2 separate regions of the Anas platyrhynchos genome follow, and region 1 is linked to region 2. Evidence: chromatin contacts called from public Hi-C data. All regions are on one chromosome and are shown on one strand. The core of a region is the stretch at or near the end of the contact, and the rest is flanking DNA. Distances in the headings are between cores, read along the strand shown. Region 1 holds the start of RNGTT (RNA guanylyltransferase and 5'-phosphatase). Region 2 holds the start of UBE2J1 (ubiquitin conjugating enzyme E2 J1).

Region 1 (6,104 bases), core at 712-3,211, 160 kb after region 2:
TTTTAGCTAAACTCTCTACCTTATGTTGAAAATTTCAAATATTTTATTTGCCTTGTGCGTTGCTGAATAAAAACATGTACATATACTCCCAGTTTAACTACACCTCTTTACATGAAAGTAGCTTTGCTCTCTGCAGCTGTTTTAAAAACCGTATCAGAACCTTACAGCTAGATGATGAGAATAGATTATTGCTCATTCATGAGATATTTTTGTACTACTCTGCACCTCTGAAAATGGTTTCGTTCCTAATTTTGACGTGCTGGTGACGGTAGTGTACTGAAAGCAGAAACTGGGACACTTGGGGTTGGTTGCTCTTGGCTTCTTGAACGCTCCCTGCACTCGTTTCGCTTTCTGTTCCGGCTGGTCTCTGGCACCACCTGGTGCCTGACTGCTGCTTGTTCTGCACAGGGAAAATCAACATCTGATTTCAAGCATCACGCAGGAATGTTTTAATGGACGTGTGTTGAACTGTTAAGGAAAATAATAGAAATAAATGGTCATAGAATCATAGAATATCCTGAGTTGGAAGGGACCCTTAAGGATCATCAAGTCCAACTCTTGACACCGCACAGGTCTACCCAAAAGTTCAGACCAATGGTCTTTCAGTGCAGCGAGGCTGTTTCAATTCTGACAAGAATTATAAGATTAATATATAGTTATATATATTAATAACAAATTCAGAAACTTGTAACATAGCATGAGAACATAGTGACTGCTACACAAACTAATTCACTGATACCTCAATTACTCGATTTAACTCAAGGGAGAGTTTGTAAATTATCCTCAATGAGAGGATATTGTAGGGAAGAAACTCTATCTAATCAAATCTAGAGTACTAAAATGCAGCAGGAAACATGTATGAAGCACTGAAATGTATTTAATGGAAAATAAGTTATGCTTCACTGAAACCACCTTAAATGGCTTTTTGTTTGTTTGTTTGAGGATGTAAGCAGACTGCTTTATGGCCACGGGGAGGTTTTGCTGGTGTTTGTGCAGAAACATAGCTCTTGTTATGTGCACATAGTCACAGGCGTGATCTTTCTGGCCGTGCCTGAAGGCCTGGTGCAGCGGCACCTCCCGTTTCCCCGATGCTCCATTTGCGTGCAGCTCAGGACATTTCCTGGCCTGGTGCATCCTGCTTTGGCAACCCTCATTTCCCTTTTCTTTCCAACAACATGCCCGGCCTCCCCTGAAGCCCACGCAAGCCTTTCTGCACACACGACAGCCTTTGCTGGCGCTCCAGCTTGTGTTGCACGAGCCGTGCCCACACATTGCCAGGAGAGCCGCTGCAGGCTGTTCCTCCCCGTCCCCACAGCCCTGCTGGAGGAGCTGGGGACAGTTTATCACATCCCCTTTGTGGGGCTGATCCTGGCCATGTCGGTGATCTTGTCTTGGCCATGTCTCTTTCGTGGACCAAGCAGCCCTGGGCTGGCCACTGGGCGCAACACATCCCCCACTCTCCACAGGGAACCTCCAGCCCCAGTGTGCCTTTTTATTATTATTTTTGGAGCTAAGGGAGGCCGGTATGTCTATTTATCACCATTTTCAGAGTTAGGGGTGACCACTATGTCTTTTATTATTATTTCTGGAACTAAGCGAGACTGGTATGTCTATTTATTATCATTTTCAGAGTGAAGGGTGACCAGTATGTCTTTTATTATTATTTTTGAAGTGGAGACTGATATGCCTTTTTATTACTATTATTTTTGAAGCTAAGGGAGACTGATGTGTATTTTACTATTATTTTTGGAGTTAAGGGGGAGTGATATGTCATTTTATTGTTATTTTTGGGGTTAAGGCGGACTGATACATCTCTTTATTATCCCGTGTGGGGTGAAAGCTGACCGAGGCGTGCTTTTATTACAACTTTAGCGGGCAGACCAGCCCTGAGGGATCCCTGCGGGGCCCTCGGGACCGGCTCCCCCCTCTCCCCTCACGGCCACCCCCGGAAGCGGAAGCGGCGCCGGGGCCGAGGCGGGGCCGGCTCTGAATGAAGGCGCCGCGGGCCCGGGGCCGGGGGCGCCGCTGAGCGCCGCGGGCCCGCACCCGGCACCCGGCACCCACCGCCCCCTAACCCCGACCCCATCCCCGTCCCCGACCCCCTGCCCCCGCCATGTCCTACAACAAGATCCCGCCGCGCTGGCTCCACTGCCCCAGGAGGGGGCAGCCCGTGGCAGGTGAGCGCCCGGCCCGGCCCTTTTGGGACCCCCCCCCCCCCGGCCCCTCGGCCTCGCCACAGGGCCCGGACCCCTCGGGGAGGCCGTGGGGAGGGGGTGGCAGCGACCTCACAGCTCGGCCCTGCCGCCCCAGCACCTGCCCTTCTTGTTGCCGCTGACAGCTGCTTGTAGGCTTATCCCAAACCCAGTCGGACCCCCCAGTAGGCTCAGTCTCGCCAGGAACATGCTTTATTTGGGATTTATGAGCGTTTTAGTGCCTCATCTAGTGTCACTGGTTTCCCTCAAGTTCTTCGTATTTCTCCAAGCTCGGCTTTATTAAATAACACTGTTATCTTCTTATCTCCCTTATCTCCCCCTTTTTTTTCCTCTGATCGCTGTATTGCCTTCTATCTAGTAATAATTATGGTACTGTGAGTTGTCAACCTTTGACCGTGACAAAAATAGACTAACGAATCTTTACTCCCTTTCTTCTCAGCAAGCTCTTGATCTCTAGGAGTTGTCGGTTTTGTTTGTTTCTTAAGCCGTGGCTGCTCCAAAAATTTGGCATCCATTAAGCCAGAACGTGGTCCATCAGCATGGCATCTGCTGTGCAGTGACTGCCTGTGTCTTTGCTCATTCAGTAGCTGCGAGGTAACTTTCCTGCTCACTGTGGTCGTACACAAAGAATTACTGCACACACACACATAAAAAGTTCATTTCTTTGGCTTCTTTATCACAATACATTCTTATATTAGTTCACTTAATTTTTAGTGTGTTTTTTGTGTGTGTGCAACTTAATCAAAAGTCATAGTATACCATCAGTCTTCTCTGCTCTTCTGTTACTGCACATTCAAACACATCTTACTATTTTAGTGGTGCATAAGCAACAAGAATGAATTTTAAAATTGTCTGCCAGATGTTTTATATTCCAGTTTTAATCAGCATTTCAAACAAATCTGTACGCATCTGTGCATGGCTTCCAATTAGACGGTATAATAGTCGTGATGTTGCTCAGCAAGGTTTGTCTGGCTTCTGAGGACCTGATATTCATCAAGTGTTTGATCATTCCCCTCTTGTCTTATGACTGTGGCATCTATAATTTTTAGGTGATCTCTATTACAAGAGCTAGTGAGGTCTGGAGCTCTTCTGCTGGCCAAGATGGGGTTCATGTAGGTTCCTTCTGAATGAAGCGAGTGGGTCTATGCCTCCCTCTGTTGTCCAGTTTACTTCTTTAAGTGGTGGCGTTCTGCTGCCACCGATTTTATGGAACATTTTCATGCCATGCTGTATTGTGGCAGCAGCTCAGTCACTTGACAAAAAGCTTTCTCTGAACTCAGAACTGAAGTTAGGGTTGCTTCAGCCTTCACATCTCTGTCTTTGCAGGTGCCTGCCCTGTGTGGCCCCCAAAGTCAGGTCTGTTTTCTCTCTGCCATAGAGAGTGTGAGCAAGATATTAAGGAACAGACATGAGAAGCGTTTTGGCAATGTCTAATTGGTTCCCATTAGTTGCAGAACTGCCAGTTATTATTAAAAAAATCTCTGTTACATGTGGAGATTACACCTCAGGTTCAGAAAGCTGCTCATCTATCCACTTGTGATCTGCTGATGGGTTGTGGTTGTTTTATATTCTTTCCTAGGCATCTGTTATTGACCTGATTTGGTGATGAGATACAAAGTGTAGTGGGTGCTTTGACCCACTGTAGTTGTTCTTGAGGCATAAGACTTACTTTTTTTTTTTTTTTATTGCAGATTTTACTATTTCATCTTACTGAAGTTCCCCTTGCTGAACCTTGGTCACTTTCCCTTGTGTTTAACCTTCCTAATCAATGTTCAGTCTAAACATAACCGTGGTCATAAATTATTCGTGGCTCCTGCCACGTTCTGAATTAATAGCTTCATGTCACAAAAAATTAGGCTACGTTACGGGTAGCTTTTTCACTGGCATGCTCTAGATAAAACCTTTAAGAAAAGATGAAAAATGTGTCTAAACGTGAATGTGTATTCAGGAAATTTGAATTCTTAAATTATTCACTTTGATTTCTCTCAGAGTTATCCACTTGATGTCCACACAGTATGTCTGACATACTGACTTATGTTTAGATTTATTTAGGATTAAAAACAGGTAAAAAAAAAAATAAAATACTAATCTTCAATCTTTCACACAGGCAGCTCTGATTTGGAAAATGGTCTTTAATATCCACTTTCCAAAACTATTTGCCAAATTTGAAATTAATCGTGGTAGTAGGTGGTAAGGTAAGTCAGGGTTCTGGTTATGTTTTGAAGTGTGAGAATTCAATCAAGGAATTATAATTTATTATTGTAGTTTAGTTTAGTTACACTAATGATTTTGGGTGCTTTGATGTTCGTGTAAGGTATTACCTTGCTACTGTCAGTTCATCTCGTTCAATATATAAGGAATTGCTTATTTAATTTTCTAATCCTTATGCATGAAGGCTGAAGGAGTGTTGAAGTAGTAACTGTTTGCAACTCTTCTTTAGTGTGATCTGTAGCAGAAACTGTAGCTACTGCCTTACAGTTCCCATATTACTAGGAAAGTTTAGATTTTTTTCCTTGCATTAGAGCTTAGATTTTCTGCAGCTTAATGACACTGAGAGGGGCTTATCTGTGTGCTAGGAAGGAGGATTTTCAAGCTGCTGTACAAAGATCAAAAAATACCAAATTTGCCTGTTAAGATACTTTGGTTTTCTGTCACTGGAAGAATATTGTATGAGATCGTATTGAAGATTGTTTCTACGTGTGTAGCAATAGCAATTCGGAAAAAAAAAATAGCAGTATCTTCAGAATTTACATTCCTGCTTACTTCAAAGGCAGAATGTAAGTTGGTATTGCTGAGAACTGTGATTTTTTTAAAAACAAAACCAAAAAAACCCACAGCCCAAAGCCCTCGCTTTCGCAGAGCGGGATGTGCTGCTAGTGGAGTGGAAAGGCAGAGGGAAGTAGGGCGATGGGAGGGATTTTTGTGATAGTCCAGTGAGTTGAAGAGGCTGGAAATTTATTACCATCTAATGCGTTTGTTGACTGTGTGAATAACTTTTCCTGAAGCTCTGCAGGTTGGAGTGGTCTCGGACAAGCATGACAGTGAGGGAATTGCTCGTGTTGCTGGTCACCGTCAGAAATGAGCTAGCAAGTTGTGTGGAGCGCCGCAGTTTCCTTTCCGTAACTGCCCATCTCCTCATTTTTAATGACTCTTTCCTAAAAAGCTAGATGCTTACGTGCAAATGGATGAGATGTTCTGATGGAATTTAAGACTACAGAGATCCCTGTGGATATGTTGCATAAAGGAAAAGCTCTCAGCAGACACCTGCACGTTTGTTCAGTGAGCATGGGATGCTTTTCTTCCATTTTTACAAAGATAGTGAGCTTCTTTCTCACTGATCCTTGTAAAAATGGAAGAAAAACATCTCTTTCTAGCTGAATGCAATGGGTGGATTAGTGTCTTTTCATTCCTTGTGGTTTCACTTTGCTGGAAGTGGGAAATGTATTTCCACAAGCTCAGGATCTAGTGGCGATTTCTTTCCTAGAAAGACATGTGTCTGGGGCTCTTCCTGCAGTAAAAAGCCTCTGCTGCTCTTCTGTGTGATACAATTACATGCTTGCATTTGCTCTGTTGTTAGAAAGGCTGCGTTTTTGAAACAGTTCTATTAAAAAAAAAAAAAAGGAGAAAAGGGATGAAAATTCTGGGGCAATCATTTGTTTTGCACTTCCCATGTGCAGAAAACACTGAGGTTCCCCCAGCTTTGCTCCCTGCCTGTGTCGCTCCCCTGGCTGCAGCTGGGCAGCTATGCCAGGCCCCTTTCTTTCCATGAATTTAAGTCCTTTTTCTGCAGCTTGCCACTGCCTGGGTTCCTGGGCGCTGCAGCAGGAGGTAGGTGTGCTGCTACCTTGGGCTCCCCTGTTAAACTGGCATTTAACATTTATTTTTCATATT
Region 2 (6,682 bases), core at 1,331-3,830:
AACTGAGGGCGTGCCTCACTGTAAGGATTTACTGAAGCCAAGCAGTTTTTAATATATTGACTTGTCAAAGCTGATTATTCTAGCTGTTCTGCAACCGGTTTGGTGAGGGTTGTATAAAATCTGTCTGCAAGGATTTAGCGCAGTATTAAATATGGAAATATTTGTCGTAGCAGTGGTCAGGCAAACTTTCAGTTTCCATACGCTTCAGCTGAGCATGTTTAATTTTTCACCAAGTTAGATCATCTGACAGGATATACAAGCTGCCTTATGCGAAGTGCTGTTAGCGCGTGGGATTCGACTGCAGTTTTGCTACTATATTTGGCGTTTTGTTTTAAGAAAAAATGTTCCAGAACAAAATGGCCCCTCCAAGCAAAAGCCTAAACAAAAGGGAGGTGAAAACACAAACCCAAACCGAGACAGGGCATTGGTGGTCACATGAAGGAAGAGGAGGGAAGCTGACTCTGCGTTGGCAACACTGAGTGTGCCAGAGCCCTGCACTGCTTGCTCCCAGTCTGTCACCAGCAGCTGGGGAGCTAAGCCCCAGATTTCTGTCCGTGCACTGAGTTACAACACCGCCTCGCAGGTATCGGGGATTTCAAAACCGTGGCACCTGGCAGCATTCATTGTCTGTCATTCCAGACTGCTAGCTGTGTAATATGTCTGGAAATAAAAGCAGTCTCCTGCTGCTGGCTCTGTGGGATTTCACGTGATTGCCCAGCGCCAGAACAGGCCGTGATGTCACTTAATTAAATGGAAAAAACATACAACCCGTCAGTGAATTTCTGTTACTTCACGTTTGTCTATTCAGCTTATTTTCAATAGTGTTTAGCTGCTATGTAGTCACAGTGACTGTGTTTCTATTTTTGGCTAAAAAACCCTGTTTCATGTTAGCTACAGGTGCTTCCTTTTCGAAATATATGAAATTACATCGCTGCCAGATTCAAAACCAGAGCCCAAAAACCAGAGCCCAGGAGAGAAAGCTGAACTCTGTATTGCTCTGGTATATATCTCTATAATCTCTATATATTGCTCTAGGATGTATCACTCCTCGATTGATGCCATTATTCACATTATTGTGCCATTATTTGAAATACTTCCTATCAAAGCAGATCCCGAATTCTTTTTACATAGAATTCCAGATTTCTGAGTGCAAAATACTACTGCTGCTTTGAGGCAGGGCAAGATTTAGTCCCAGAGAGTCCCAGAGTCCCTGCTGCACAGCAAGGTGGCTCGGACAAGTGAGGAAAGACGGGACGTAACAGCTAGAAATGATCAAAATGGTTCCCAAACGTGACACCCAGGGCATTCAGCTCACTGTCTCAGGAAGTTGTGTCAGCTGTTGTTAATGAGAAAAGCTGAGATGTCACCGAGACATGTTGGCTGTTAAATATCCCATGGGGTGCTTTTGGAGTACAAGGGAATCCCAAAGCCATTCCTTCCCTTCTGCTACACGTCATTTACTCGTTATTTGTAGAGTTTTCCCCTGTAAAAAGGAAGTTCACATTTCCCTTTTGAAAATGCACTTACTCAGTAAGATGGAGTCAGGTTACTTTTTTTTAATTTTTTGCTCTTACCACAATGTCACTGCACAATAGAACAGGAAAGGGAAGTGTAACACCTTATTTTGCAATGCTGAGAACATGAGGAGGTGTGCAACTGTGTATTATTCTCTGCATCATCTGTATGCAACTTTTTTTTTTTTGTTTACAACTGCTTTTTGTTGCTGTTCAAGCAAAGAAGGAAATTGGAAAAGAGAACTAAGACATCAAAATGCACCAAAAATTAGTTTCACGTGGAAGAAAGGGATATAAAAGTGGCCTAGACAAAATTAAGGAGAATTTCTGAACTAGAAACAAGGGTGTCAAGCTCATGTTGTTGAAGACAAGCATGTAAGAGCTCAGACATGTTTCTTCATTCGCAGTGAATTAAAGTGAAACTGAGACTGCTGAGAACACGAACTCTTTAATTTGGTATGCATTTCCTTAGCTGTAAGTTGTTACAAGTGCTATCCCAAGTGGATTGTGGCTGTTACCAAGCAGCAGAGAGACCAAAATTGTAGATGCAAATAAAAAAATTCCTTTGGCCTCGTGACATGGTAAGGGGGATCTGCCCATCAGGCCGAGCTTTGCTTTGACTGGTAATTCTTGCCTAAACTAATTGGTGCGTGGCACTATTTTAGCCTTGTGTGATAAGCAAGAAAACGTGGTGATAGTAAATCTTACAGCTAAATCTTTTTGGATGAGGCGTCGGTGGGGCCTGTGAGGGCTGGAAGTGTTTTTTAAACCACTCTGCTCTTGATATGAGGTCCTCGGGCTCCTTACAGCCATTAGGGTCGGAGGAGACCTCCGAGATCCCCTGCTCCACCACCACTATCACCCACTGACCGTGTCCCCAAGCACCACGTCCAGCCTCTCCTTCAACACCCCTGTGCCACCTCAGGGATGCCACCTCCCTCTACCTTCCTTCCAGAGGAATAAAAACAAAAACAAAACAACAAAAAAACAAACACCAGGCGCTATGGCCGCAGCCCGGGGGCGGTGCTGCTGAGGCAGGTGCCTCCCTCCGCGGCCACGGCGGGGCCGCTGCCACGTCAGGGGAGTTTCCCGGGGCCGGGCTCTGCCTTCCTCCTCCTCCTCCTCCTCCTCCCGTCCCTCCTTCTCCTCCTCCTCCTCCTCCTCCTCGTCGCTCGTCCCCCGCTGCCGGCGCCGCGCTGCCCGCCGCCATGGAGGGCCGCTACAACCTCAAGAACCCCGGTAAGGCCGCGGGCAGCGCAGCAGGGACCGCCCGAAGGGCTTGGGGGGGAGCTGGGGCCGTGCCGCAGCCGCCTCCTCTCCTTTATCTCCTCTCCTTTATCTCCTCTCCCGGCTCGGCTCGGCTCGGCTCGGCCCAGCAGCCCGGTGCTGTGGGGCCGGGCTCTGCCCGTGCTCCCCCTGCCCGCTGCAGGTGCTGGCGGCTCCGTCCCGCAGCCCTGCCGCCGCGCTGCGAGGCGGGGAGGGGCTAGGCCGGTGTCAATGGCAGGCTTGCTGGCACAGCAAGCTCCCGGGTGGCCGACCTGTTGCTAAAGTGTGTCTTCTGCCCCCTCCCTCTTCCTCTTCTTCCTCCTCCTCCTCTTTCTCCTCGTCCTCACGCCCAGGTTGCATAACTGGGCGATGGGGAGCGCAGAGCGAGCGGTGCTCTCCTCGCGTGTATCCAGCACCGCACTGTGCCCAGGGGAAGGCTCGGTGCCCCCTTCCCTGCCTCCCACATGCTGGGCATGTTGGCTGTGGGAGCTGCCAAGGCCACCCAAACACCCTCACCACCCCTGGTGTGCCACGTCACTGGGGATGGTGGCGGTGACCTGGGTGGTGTGCCTGTGGGAGCTGGGCACAACCCACGCGTGGGTTCCTTGGGGAGAATTTTTCCTCTCCGCTGGTACCAGCTCCTCTGGTTTTCAAGGCAAAAATCCCTTTGCTGAAATCAATTTTTGCCACCTGTGCAGCTCCACAGCAAACAAACCTCGCTTGGGACAGGCAAATGATTCATACAGTGGGTCAATACCACTTCCCCGAGTCAGATGTGCTCCGTGGCATATGGACAGTGAAGGTCTACATGAAGTCTATACAAAGTTTGTTTTGTAAAACACTTCAATATTCACTTAATATGTTGGAGTCTTTCATTAAAAATACAGGAAAAAGGTATTCAGTACCCAAAAGATTCAGAATAAATCTTGTTTCTTCAACTGTTATTGGCCTTTAAAATGAGTTGACTGGGTTGTACACAGCCGTTGCCCTTAGCCTACCACTTCTTTTTGCTAACCAGGTATACACGCGTATGCAGTTACTTAATCTTTCTATCTGTTTTACAGATTTGTTATGGTTAAATGTGCATTCTAATATCCATTTTTATACTTGCCCATTCAACCGAAGGCTGAAGATAGAAATGTAGAATGCCCTAATCTTACGGTGGCTTTAATTAATGTAAACATACTGAAATACTTAATAACAAATCCACCGTGTTTACCATTTCAAACAGTGACAGAAAGTAACTGCTCTGTACCTGCAGGAGAGGCTTTGCCTGTTGAAATCTTCTGGACTTGAGCAAACTCTGATTCCAGATGGTGACTACTGCCTGCTCAGTAGTTCTAAAGAGAGCAAATACCACCTACAATGTTTAGCATTTAGTATGGTACTTTAACAATTATGGTAGTTTTTTAAAAAAATGAGTACAATTAGAGAAAAGCAGTTTAAATAGGAAAACTTTGTTAGCAGAAACCTGTGCTTTTGTCAATCTTCTGAAGCCAGATTCTGCTGTAAAGCTGTGACACGAGCCGAAGTTCGTCAGTGATGATAACGTGGCTGCGTGGGCACCTCTTCTGCGAGTAGGTGTGCTAGACTGGGTTTGTGAACAAATATGCTTCCAGATAGACTACATTAAGAGCACCATTGCTACGCAGCTTTGTCCTGCTGCTGGCTGCTGCTAGGCCATATATTCATCTCCTTCCTTATCAGGGTTTCTCCAGTAGATGTTAGCTCATCCCAGCGCATCTACAAGGTGGTGTCTCTCCATGAGGCGAATTGAGTTGTTCCCCACCTGCTGCCTCTCTGATGAGCGCTGTGGCTGCTCTGGCACTTCTGCCTTATCCAGAGTCGTGTGGTATGACCACTGAGGGTCTGGGTTTGGGGTGCTGGCTTCTCTCGGTCACCCTGTTAGGGCAAGGGGGTACAGAGACATTCACCTGAAACTCTCTCCTCTCACCATTAATTTTTGGAAGAGGAAGAATTTCACACGCTGTGCTTCAGGGGTCTTTGTATTGCTTCAGCAAGGCAAAGCTTTTTAAGGTTTTGCTTCATATTTTTATTTCTATTCTTGGCACTTCTAAAAGGGCAAGCTGTTTTCTGTCTTTAGGATTCCGCAATGGATTAGTCAATGTATACGGCCTGCTACCGTATGGCCGATAAACCTCTCCCAGCAGTATTAAAGCTCGGCTGACCACAGCACAGACTTCATGCTCGCCATGCTTCAGGAACAGCCCTGTTGCTGAAATTTATAAGACACCTACTTGGAATAAGCGCTTGGCTTTTTTCAAACGCTGTGACCCTCAGGCTGCCACGAGGCAGACCCCAAATCTTGTAGTCATGCTTTTGTAGCAACAGGATTCCTCGGCCTCCTCTTTCACGTGGGATGTTACCAGGCGTCTTAGCAGGTATTAGCACTGAGGTGTGTGAGGAATTATGAACAGCTACTCACATAGAGCCTACAAAGAACAGAGATATTTTGTTTTCAGTGTGTTTTTATTTGTTTTTAGCAGACTTCTTTATCTCAAGGCTGCCTGGTGGGGCTGCGGAGAGCAAATGGAGCGTACGTACGTCCTGCGTTTGCCCAGGGACAGTGCCTGTGCATCCCGGGCATGCAGGGAACACAGCGTGCCTAGATTGTGATCCTCTTAGCCATCATCTGTATTATGCTTGCTGCAGGGTAAATAAATGCTTTTCCTATGAACTGTACTTTTCTCTCCAGTCTATATTTTTGACAAGTAAGGAGTATTCCCCACCGCCAAGCGTGCATCAGTTCTTTGTGCATAACAACCAGTCAATAGGAAATAGCCGGTGGGTGCTGTGCTGCTAAGCGTCTTCTGTGAATGAAATAAAGATTGATTTTTAGAAAAATAGAAGGTTTAATGGACATTAAAATTTGATTAAACTTGAAGACGTTGTTTGATCTTAGTGCGTTCAACCAGCACTTTAAATTTGATAGACTTTATCCTGTTCTGTGTTAAGTTGACTGAACAGTTTTGAAATGTAGCTGCAGAAAAAGTGCTGTACCAGGGAGACAAAGAAAAAAGGTCCGTCCTTCCTGAGGATGAGAGCAAGAAGAGAATAGTTTAGTCAAAAGTACTCCTTTTTCTTTCCTTTTAAATACTTTGAATGAGTGCAGGAACCTTGTGGGCCTTGGGAAGGATGTATCCGAGGGCCTGAAGACGTACAGCAGCCGGCTGGCTTCTTGGCAAATGGTGTTTCTTGGCAAGTGGTGCATCCGTTTGTTATTGTAGCAAAAGTTAAAGCAGCTGTCAAACTGGGTTTTAAAATAAAAGCAGTTTGGGAACCTGTGTCTCCTCCAGACAATTGTTATAGTTCTGCAATTGCACATTTCAGTTTTCTGATACCTTTCTGTATTATCTCAAAAGATCAGCATGAAATGGGAACTTCTCTAACAGAGAACGTAGCAAAAGCAGCACGTGATGCAAGCAGACCTGATTGTCTCTGTTTGCTTTTATTTAGACAGAGGAGCGTGACTTCTGTAATACAGAGTTAGAGACATTGTTTTCTGTAGATTAAGATGTTTAGAGTAATGTTGAAACTGTAGTAGGCTTCAGTTAGAGATGACTGTGAAACGGTGATGCAGTTTGCTTGAGACCAGCTTTTTAATTTCTTCTTCATTTTGCCCATTCCTCCATCGCTGGAGGATGAAGGTTTGATACGGTGGTCACTGGTGCCATGAGAAGAGTTGTTAGCGTTATGGGTTGCTTCTGTTGTTGGCTTTCTAATTTTAGAAGACTCAAAATCTGGAAATCCTTGTATGTAAATGAGCTTTGGGCTGATGCAAGGGCCTCCTGTTGTTGAGTTTTCAGAGTCCGCTGTCCCATCATAGACTGAGGCAGCAGGAAATTTTGGAGAATCGTTGAAGAGCATTAAAGAAACAGAAT

What was found. A called contact is a pair of places that touch in the nucleus more often than the background predicts.
Region 1: a Hi-C map of skeletal muscle shows a contact between it and region 2, with 2.0 times the contacts expected there. The contact joins the promoter of RNGTT here to the promoter of UBE2J1 in region 2. A contact is called at or near these places in 2 of 8 Hi-C or Micro-C datasets (skeletal muscle and subcutaneous adipose tissue).

What each region holds. Positions count from the first base shown.
Region 1 is chr3:82,707,176-82,713,279 of IASCAAS_PekinDuck_T2T, forward strand. RNGTT (RNA guanylyltransferase and 5'-phosphatase) reads left to right here and starts at 1,962. Exons shown (of 16, transcript XM_027454920.3): 1 at 1,962-2,177. The coding sequence starts at 2,114. LOC106014820 (a long non-coding RNA gene) reads left to right here. Exons shown (of 3, transcript XR_011808465.1): 3 at 1-550.
Region 2 is chr3:82,547,007-82,553,688 of IASCAAS_PekinDuck_T2T, forward strand. UBE2J1 (ubiquitin conjugating enzyme E2 J1) reads left to right here and starts at 2,581. Exons shown (of 8, transcript XM_027454909.3): 1 at 2,581-2,753. The coding sequence starts at 2,723.